2 separate regions of the Sus scrofa genome follow, and region 1 is linked to region 2. The links are chromatin contacts, called in public HiChIP or PLAC-seq maps. All regions are on one chromosome and are shown on one strand. Each heading gives the region's core, a stretch centred on a gene start, on an enhancer-like site or on the middle of the called end of the contact. The rest is flanking DNA. Distances are from core to core; before and after follow the strand shown.

Region 1 (4,299 bases), core at 64-2,563, 190 kb after region 2:
GGGATCATTTTGTAAAATAATATATGTCCTTTACATTTTCAGACTCATCTCCTTTTATTTCTGCAGTTTTTTTCTTGAATTTTTTTTTTTTCTATTTCATTGATTTTTTTCTTCTTTGCTTTTAAGATCTGGATTTATGTTGTTCAGCTGTTCTCTCAAATTCATGGCCATTTGCTCAATATATCCCTCTCTTCCTTTCTCATTGTTCTATTTGGAATGCCATCAAATTGTTAGATCTTGTCTATCTTCAATGTCCTTTAATCTTTTGGGTTTTTTGTTTTTTTTTTTCATAGTTTTTGGTTGTTTCTCTTTACTGCATTCTGGGTCAGTATTTCAGGTATATCTTTTGGTTCACAAATTCACACTTGAGTTATCCAATCTAGTTAATCTCTCCACTGAGGTTTTTTGCTGCCAACAATAATGTTTTTCTATTTCTGATTTCTTTTGGATTTTTTGCAAACTATATCTGTTCATTCCTGAGTGTTTCTAGTTGAATGTTCAACTTTTTATTATTTATTTATTTTTAGGGCTGCACCCAAGACATATGGAAGTTCCCAGGCTAGGGGTCAAATTGAAGCCATGTGTGCCAGCCTAAGCCACAGCCACAGCAACTTGGGATCCTAGGCATCTGCGAAATACACCACAGCTCACAGCAACACCGGATCCTTAACCCACTGAGTGAGGCCAGGGATCGAACCCAAGTCCTCAGAGATACTAGTCGGTTCATTACTTACTGCTGAGCCATGACAGGAACTCCGAATATTCACTTTTTAAACTGTATGCTTTATTTAAAACACTTCTCACAGGAGTTCCTGCTGTGGCACAGTGGATTAAGGATCCAGTGTTGTCACTGTAGCAGCTTGGGTCCCTGCTGTGGCCTAGGTTAGATTCCTGGCCCAGGAACTTCCACATGCCATGGGGGCAACCAAAAAAAAACCCCCAACCACTTCTCACATCTGTGTTTTATGTTACATGTGTGTAATTATAACTCCAATATTTGAAATCCTTGGGAAATTTAAATCTTTGTTTCTTGTTTCTGCTAATTGTTACTCAAGGTTATTGACTTCTTGTGTGTTTGGTAATCCAGTTTGTGAGTTCATTGCTGATCAGACTCTGCGGGAGTGCTCTGAACCAAACTTGGAGAGCTCTCCTCCAAACAAGGTTTGTTTCTCTTTTTATCAGTAACCAAGCCCACTTTGGTCCTTTTGGGGTTGTGGCTTAGCTCCAGGTTCAGTTTGTCCATACAGATGCCATTCCAAGGCTTGGTGCTCACAACAATAGGAAGACTTCCTTAAGCCCACAGTGCAGTTTCTGGCTTCCTGCCCATCCAGGCAGCTTCCTGCTACTCCAGCTCTCTACTGTTTTCCAAGCCATCAGGAATTTGGCTTCAGATCCAGAACTTTCTGTATGAGTTTATTTGACCCCAACATCTCCCCAGCCAATAGAGATAGGCCATTACAGCATTGTTTACAATGCAAGGTTTCTCCCTCACTTTCACAGGTTCAGACTGTTTTCTGCAAATACAACTTGTCCACATGATACATATGTTGCTACATTTTCTCTGTTTCTTAGAACCCTAGGGAGTCTAGAGAAGCTCCTTCAACACACCTGAGAATCTCATTCCTGCCTTTGAAATAAAAGATTTAGCCTCAAACAAGAGATTTAAGTCAAGTCCTTAACCTTAAAGCAGTATATTGGGTCTAACCTTGACCCAATCCCAAACCCTAAATCTAACAACATCTTTCTAAAATCTGTACTCTTAATATCCTCATCCTCAGCCTTCTACTTATTTGTAATTTAGGGATTTGCCTCATAATTTCTTCTTCTCATTCTACTTGTTACTTTTGATTGGTACTTCCTCAAAAAGGAAAAATGTGAACTTTATACTACTGTCTTCAAATCTTTTTATTTATTTATTTATTTATTTATTTTGATTTTTAGAGCCACACCTGTGGCATATAGAGTTCCCAGGCAAGGGGTCCAATCAGAGCCCTCACCACAGCAACAGCAGCTCAGGATCCAAGCCAAGTCTGCAACCTACACCACAGCTCATGGCAACGCCGGATCCCTAACCCACTGAGTGAGGCCTGGGATCAAACCCACATCCTCAGGCATCCTAGTTGGGTTCGTTAACCACTGAGCCACAAAGGGAACTCCTGCTGTCTTCAAACCTTAAGTGCCTCTACATCCTTTGTGATAATTTCATTTTTGAAGATATAAGACACACTTTAAAAACAGTGTTTGGCAGCTTGTTTCCACTAACATTCAGTTACCCAGGTGCAACTCATTTTAGTTTAAAATATTTTCACAACACTTTAATTTTTTATGATGAAGTAAGAACTAGAGAAACAACCCCCAGCTGAAAGGGCAGCTACGTGAGCAGACTTGCTTGCCACATACCACCCTTCCTGTAATCATGTAGCAACTACAAGCCTTATGTCCTTGCTAACAGCCCTGCTATTGTGCTCCAGGCATTGCTTATCAGCTTCTTAGGCAGGAACTCTGCTCAGGGAAGGGGGAGGGCCGGGGCTGCTTGGCCAGGAAAACCTTAAGACCCAGAAGTCTGTATTGTATAAAAGTTACCCAGAACTGGAGTTCCCATGGTGGCGCAAAGGAAACGAATCTGACTAGGAACCATGAGGTTTCGGGTTCGATCCTTGGCCTTGCTCAGTGGGTTAAGAATCCAGCATTGCCGTGAGCTGTGGTGTAGGTGTCAGATGCAGCTCAGATCTGGCGTTGCTGTTGCTCTGGCATAGGCTGGCAGCTACAGCTCCGATTAGACCCCTAGCCTGGGAACCGCCATGTGCGAGTCTGCCCCTAAAAAGACAAAAAAAAAAAAAAAAAAAACAGAAAAGTTACCCAGAACAAAGACCTGGGGCTCAGACTCTGGAGGAGATTCCTCTGAGCCCACACTGTGCTGAATAAACCTGGCTATTCCGCATCTCCAAGCATCGCTTGTCTTTTTCCACTTGCACGGTTTCTGCAACAATGAGGTTACTATTTATGTGGCCTTATATCTTCAGTGTTTAAAAAAATGTTATCAAAGGCTTTGCAAGTGCTTTACCAAAGTAAAAGCATAATGATGAAAATAATAATATAATTATATAAAAATAATATAATAATATAAAGTTCAGAATGCAAAAACTGAACAGACCCTCCATTTTAGATAAAAAGCAAATGTGATAATTTCATAAAAAACAAGTGAAAAAATTATAAACAAATATGAGAATGGATATCTAAAAATTGTCAATTCTTGGAAGTTCTCGTCTTAGCTCAGTAGAAATGAATCTGACTAGTATCCATGAGGATACAGGTTCCATCTGTGGCCTCACTCAGTGGATTAAGTGCCGGAGTCCTGCTCCAGCTGCACCAGGGTTTCCCGAAGGATGGGCAGCGTTGGCGAAGGAGTAGACACAGGCCTGGCATTTATGCAGGACACAGGCTTAGCTTATATACAATTTTTGTTTCCTTATATCATGCATCATACATCCTTTGACATTTTTTAACTTTCCAATCCGTCGAATATTTCCCCATGATTTTACGTATTAGGGGGACATACACAATGTTCCTGTTTCTTGTACTTCCCTCTTGACTATTTAAAATCAGATGTATTCATGACTATGACCTAGTTATCATGGAGCAGAAAAGTGCAAACTTATCAACTACCTTACTATAGAATCTCTTTGTTAGGTCTTAACTACTTTCCATTAGCAAAGGTAAGCTATATTTATAAAGGTTATTTTGATTCTTATAGAACTAGAAACCATAGCATTGACACTCCTTAGGGTTGGGCCAATAGGCCTGACATATCAGTTCACAATTGGTTGGCCTTCCGAGGCAGCCCCCTATTTCCCTAACTTGTTTCCAGTTGCTAGGTACAAACCGGACCAACTTTCCTCGTCTCAATGCCCAGTAACAATTTGTAATTATCGACCATTCCCTGGCAAGGAAAATGAGATTCTCTTTGTAAATTGAATGGCGTATGCCCTGGCCTATTATTAAACTTCCATGAGTCATACAAATTGTACTCCAGGTCTGTAAGCATTCTATTAGGGACTTTTTTAGAAAAACAGGTGTGGGGGGTACTCAGAAATGGATGATGATCATAGAACAAGGGGACAGCAGGAATTTGTAGGTAAGTACTAGGCCCCAACGTGTACCCTCCCTGGGGTCTTTTTCCTGGGAAATTTTGACAGCAATTCCCCCAGCTCCCGCAGTTTTTATCAATAGCATAAGCAGGCAGAGAAGAAGCAGCAGGACCGTCGCTTTCCCAGACACACTGTGCAGTCTGGGGTCCTT
Region 2 (4,850 bases), core at 1,419-3,918:
TTGTGTGTTTTGTCATAAAGTGCAGTCCCTCTTTGAGGATCTCCGCCTGGAGCACAAGGTAAGTGTTAGGTGGTAAATGTAGATTGGAAAAGAACTAAAATGTTATTAGTTCTTTTGTTTGATGGCCTTGGAACAAAAATAATCTCATGGAGAAACTGTTCAACTTCCCTGTTTCTCACTCCATCACAAACCTGTGCTAAAAACAGAAACTATCCCTTTTCCTAATTAACTCACTTCTCCCTAAGCAGCAGGGTGCCTGAGTTCTCCCTGCTCCTTTTTCCCACTCTATTGGTAGATAAATCTACTTCAGATCTCATTGCTCCAGTCTCTGCCTCCTTCTTCCCCACCGTTCTAACAGTAGGCACTACTGCTGCCCCCATTTCACAGATGAGAAAATTGAGGAAGAACGTAAAGAATTTCCCCAAGATTGCATAGATGGCAAGTGGTAGAGGCAAGACCTGAAATTTAGCAGTCTGATTGCAGGAAGCAGGGTGTTAATCATTACAGAAGGTTTCCTAACACTACTTGTAGTTTATAGGATGGAAACCCTGGAAATGATCACTCTGGCCTTATGTAATATCTACCTGGAATTTTTTTTTTTTTTTTTTTTTTTTTTTTTGGTCTCTTTAGGGCCCACCCAGGGCATATGGAGGTTCCCAGGCTAGGGGTCTAATTGGAGCTGCAGCTGCCAACCTACACCAACCAGAGCAACACAGGATCTGAGCCCCTGCATCTGAGACCTACACCACAGCTCAAGGCAATGCTGGATCTTCAATCCACTGAGTGAGGCCAGGGATTGAATCCACAACCTCCTAATTCCTAGTCAGATTGTTTCCGCTGCCCCACAACGGAAACTGGTATTTTATGTAATGGTTCTCTTCTCCCAGAGATGTGCTCTGTGCTGCCTTCCCTCAACCCAATGTGCCACAAACAATTTAAAAAATAAAATAAGCAGCAGACCACATAGAAAACAATCTTAAGCAAACCTCTTCCTCAGTAACTTAGACCAACCACCTCATCATCATCTCCCATTCCTTATCTTGTAAAGATCAACAATTCCCCCCTGCTACGCCAACATTACTTCTCAAGCTTTGTGAAACTCACTGTATCCTGTAATTGAACATTTAACCAATGCTGATCCAATTTAATTAATAATTTTGTTTCATAACAGATACATTAGAATAAACTTCTCAGAGATGGCACACTTACCTTTAAATAGTTACTCCTTCATTATTTTGTATATTCCCATTTCCTTCCAAACATGTCAGTACCTGCATACAGTGTTTACTTCTTTGGTCCTAGGGACAGCAAGAAACATTTTATATAACTGTAGTTTAATATAAAACTTACACTTTATTTATATAAAACTCACTTAAACTTACAATAAAAAATACACGCTAAAAGTTTTACCGTGTATTTTTATTAGCGATGGGACAGTACTGTGCAAAACTGTGTTCCTTAAAGCTGTACCAAAAGCACACTAAGTTTACTGATTTTTTTTCTAAAAGGGTAAAGTAACAAAGAAACCAGGTCTGCCCTAAAATACCTTCACTTTTTAAGTGAGAATTTATGTGCGCTCCTCCTGGCCCATTATTATCCTATTATTTATTCTAAAACACTTTTCTTCATTGGATTAGTAAATGAGAATCCGGCCGCACTGGGAAAAAAACCCAAAAACAAAAAGTAACTAATTCATAAATGTTCACATCCAATAAAACTTCAATTGATTTACAATGAACAGGTGAATCAGGGAAAATCCGCAAACAAGCCCTGCGACCCGCCTATTAAAATGCACGCAGGCTCATTCACATCACCTGCAAGTTTCTTTATTTCGAAAGTAGGCACTTAGAGTATTACAAATAAATTGTTTTCACTGAAACGATTCCCTGAAAGCCTGCTGCTGAACTCGGGTCCCTAAGGACATCTGCTTCGGCAATTCCAGTCCCTGGAGAACATTTAAAATCCGTGCGCATTTATGCATTTAAAAATGCCTCGAGGAACTAACTTCCTCAGGAGCAGAAAGCATCCCCGGCATAATCGCGTTCGCGGGCCACTTGGAGACGTAACCTGAGCAATTCAGTTTTAGGAGGTTCAGGATAATGGGGGGCGGGGAGTAAAGGATCATTCGAGAAACACATACAAAACAAAAAATTTCTTTCCAAGCCGGAGACAGGAAACAATTAAAAACATCAGCTACTCTCACATCCACCAGCCTGACCAATCATCTTGGAGTTTAAGAAAATGCGTCCTCGCGGTCGCCACCCGCTACCTCTACCATGAGGAGTAAGGTGATCCACAGAAAACACCCGGCGAGGCGCCGCCCTCCCGGTCGCGCTCGGCGTCCTCTACTGCTCCGAGGCCGCCCGCGCCGCGGGAGGGCAGCGGGCCGCGGCCGGCGGGCCAGCCGAGCTCTGGGCGGTGGCCAGAGGGGCGCGCGAGCCGCGGGCCGAGGCCCAAGTCTCCCCCGCCACCACCAGCCCCGACTGCTACCCAGTCCCCGCCGCAGAACAAAAGCGCTCCCCGCCGCGCGCCCAGCCCCCGCCCCTGGGCACTTCGGCCCCCGGAGCCCCGCGCCCGGCCGAGGACCAGAGAATAGGAACGAGTGGCGGCCGGGAACCAGGTCTCTCACTTACCGATGGGCGCATAAACCAGCCAGAGCGAGCTGGGAGGACGCGTCTGCGGAGCGGCCCTGGAGTTTAAGTCAACTCGGGTCCGCCTCCAGGGGCGTGTCGAGCTGGAGGCCGGGCTCCCGGAACAGCTGGACTCCGCCCTGTGCGCAAAGGCAGCTGAGAGACCCGGTCCCCCGCGCAGCGCTGTGGTCCTAGTGCCACTCAGATGAAGTAGAGTCCGGGCCATCCCGGCTCACCAGTCATCTCCCGAGCTTGCAAAACATGTTCACGTTATCTGACGAAGAAAACTTCTCCAGCAGTGGCCCTCCGCCTTTAGCTTGCATTAGAATCTCGCGAAGGACTTGTTAAAAGGGTACTGAAGAGCATCACCAGCAAAACTGCCAATTCAGTAATTCTAACTCCGCGCTGAAAATGTATGTTTCTAACAAGGGAGATCATCCATTAATGCAAAGGACCCTTCTGAAAAAAAGGTAATAGGCTCTTTTTCTAGGAGGATTTTGATAGGAGAAAGTTGTGAAAATGAAGGGAAACCTCACCAAAATGAAGTTGGGAGGCCAGAAGAGGGAGCTCTCATGCAGTAAGTATCTCTCCATGTTAATTATAGAAAAAATTATAGGAAATTATAGGAAAAATTGTCAATTATAAGTCCAAACAGGAAAAGATGTACCCTTGGATCTCATTCAAGAAATAGAGCACTGGAGTTCCCGTCGTGGCTCAGTGGTTAAGGAATCCTCTAGGAACCATAAGGTTGGGTTCAATCCCTGGCCTTGCTCAGTGGGTTAAGGATCGCGCGTTGCTGTGAGCTGTGGTGTAGGCTGCAGACACGGCTCTGATCCCGAGTTGCAGTGGCTCTGGCGTAGGCTGGCAGCTACAGCTCCAATTAGACCCGGAGTCTTGGAACCTCCATATGCCACAGGTGCGGCCCTAGAAAAGGCAAAAATACCAAAAAAAAAAAAAAAAAAGAAGAAGAATAGACTACTGATACTAGAATCCAGGTTCTCATTCATGAAGTCAAAGAATGAACTTGGAGAACACACAGGCAAACAAAAGTCTTCATTACAGGAAGGCAGACAGCTCCCAGCACAGACACTGGGAAGGGGAGGAAGAGTTACCATCCTCTGATTTTCTTTTGTTGTTGTTGTTGTTGATAAATTTACTTATTTATTTTAATGATTTTTTTTCCATTATAGTTGGTTTACAAGTGTTCTGTCAATTTTCTACTGTACAGAAAGTCACCCAGTCAGACATATATATATATGTGTGTGTGTGTGTGTGTATATACATTCTTTTTCTCACGTTATCCTCCATCATGCTCTATCACAACTGACTAGATGTAGTTTCCAGGGCTATACAGCAGGATCTCCTTGTTTATCCATTCCAAATGCAATAGTTTGCATCTATTAACACCAGATTCCCAGTCCATCCCACTCCCTCCCACTTGGCAACCATAAGTCTGTTCTCCAAGTCATGAGTTTCTTTTCTGTGGAAAGGTTCCTTTGTGCTGTATACTAGATTCCAGATGTAAGTGATATCAAATGGTTTTTGTCTTTCTCTTTCTGACTTTACTAAGTATGAGAGTCTCTAGTTCCATCCACACTGTTGCAAATGGCATTATTTTGTTCTTTTTTACAGCTGAGTAGTATTCTATTATATATGTATGTATCTCACATCATCTTAATCCGTTCATCTGTCAGTGAACATATAGGTTGTTTCCATGTCTTGGCTATTGTGAATAGGGCTGCAATGAACATACACGTGCACATGTCTTTTTCAAGGAAAGCTTTGCCCAGAGTGGGATTGCTGGGTCATTATGGTAGTTCTATATTTACCATCCTCCAATTTTCTAAGGACGTTTTATCTCTTAAAAGTTGGGTACTTAAAAATGAATAAAAAGTAATTTCTTCCTGATTCCCAAGAATATCCCTAAAGGCAGCATAAATAAAGATTTGAAACTGGAAAAAAAAAAAAGAAAGAAAAAAGACAGGGGTACCAATGTGGGTCCTGGATATCAGTCCTTCTCCCTGTTGGCCTTGCCCAGCACCTGTATCAATCGGGCCTTGTCCAATAGGGGCTTAGGGTTAGGGTATGCTTGGTAAGTTTTATGGTCCTTTTGTTCTTTTCCCTAGACTTAGACTTGCTATTCTTTACATTCTTTTGCTAACAGCCAAAGGTATAGGTCAGAGGTTAATGTCCATCTTGAAGTAAAACAGATGTACTTTC

What was found. HiChIP or PLAC-seq counts read pairs in DNA pulled down with a chosen protein or histone mark.
Region 1: a contact with region 2 is called in an H3K27ac HiChIP or PLAC-seq map of alveolar macrophages. The contact joins the enhancer-like site here to the promoter of KIAA1551 in region 2. A contact is called at or near these places in 2 of 5 promoter capture datasets (fetal liver and liver), 4 of 47 Hi-C or Micro-C datasets (embryonic fibroblasts, heart right ventricle, retroperitoneal adipose tissue and 1 more) and 2 of 2 datasets of contacts at active chromatin or transcription factors (alveolar macrophages and skeletal muscle).

The regions. Positions count from the first base shown.
Region 1 is chr5:42,485,893-42,490,191 of Sscrofa11.1, forward strand. No RefSeq gene overlaps it. Among named protein-coding and RNA genes, the nearest start is that of AMN1, 31 kb to the right of the region's middle. Within about 2 kb of position 1,314, at least 25 of the 83 cell types and tissues checked have an H3K27ac peak or open chromatin away from gene starts, as enhancers often do. A contact at or near this core is called in alveolar macrophages, fetal liver, liver and 3 more, where this site is marked.
Region 2 is chr5:42,296,824-42,301,673 of Sscrofa11.1, forward strand. It overlaps KIAA1551 (KIAA1551 ortholog), which reads right to left and starts at 2,669. Exons shown (of 6, transcript NM_001243821.1): 1 at 2,634-2,669; 2 at 1,210-1,298. It overlaps LOC100511509 (a long non-coding RNA gene), which reads left to right and starts at 2,806. Exons shown (of 3, transcript XR_001308761.2): 1 at 2,806-3,207.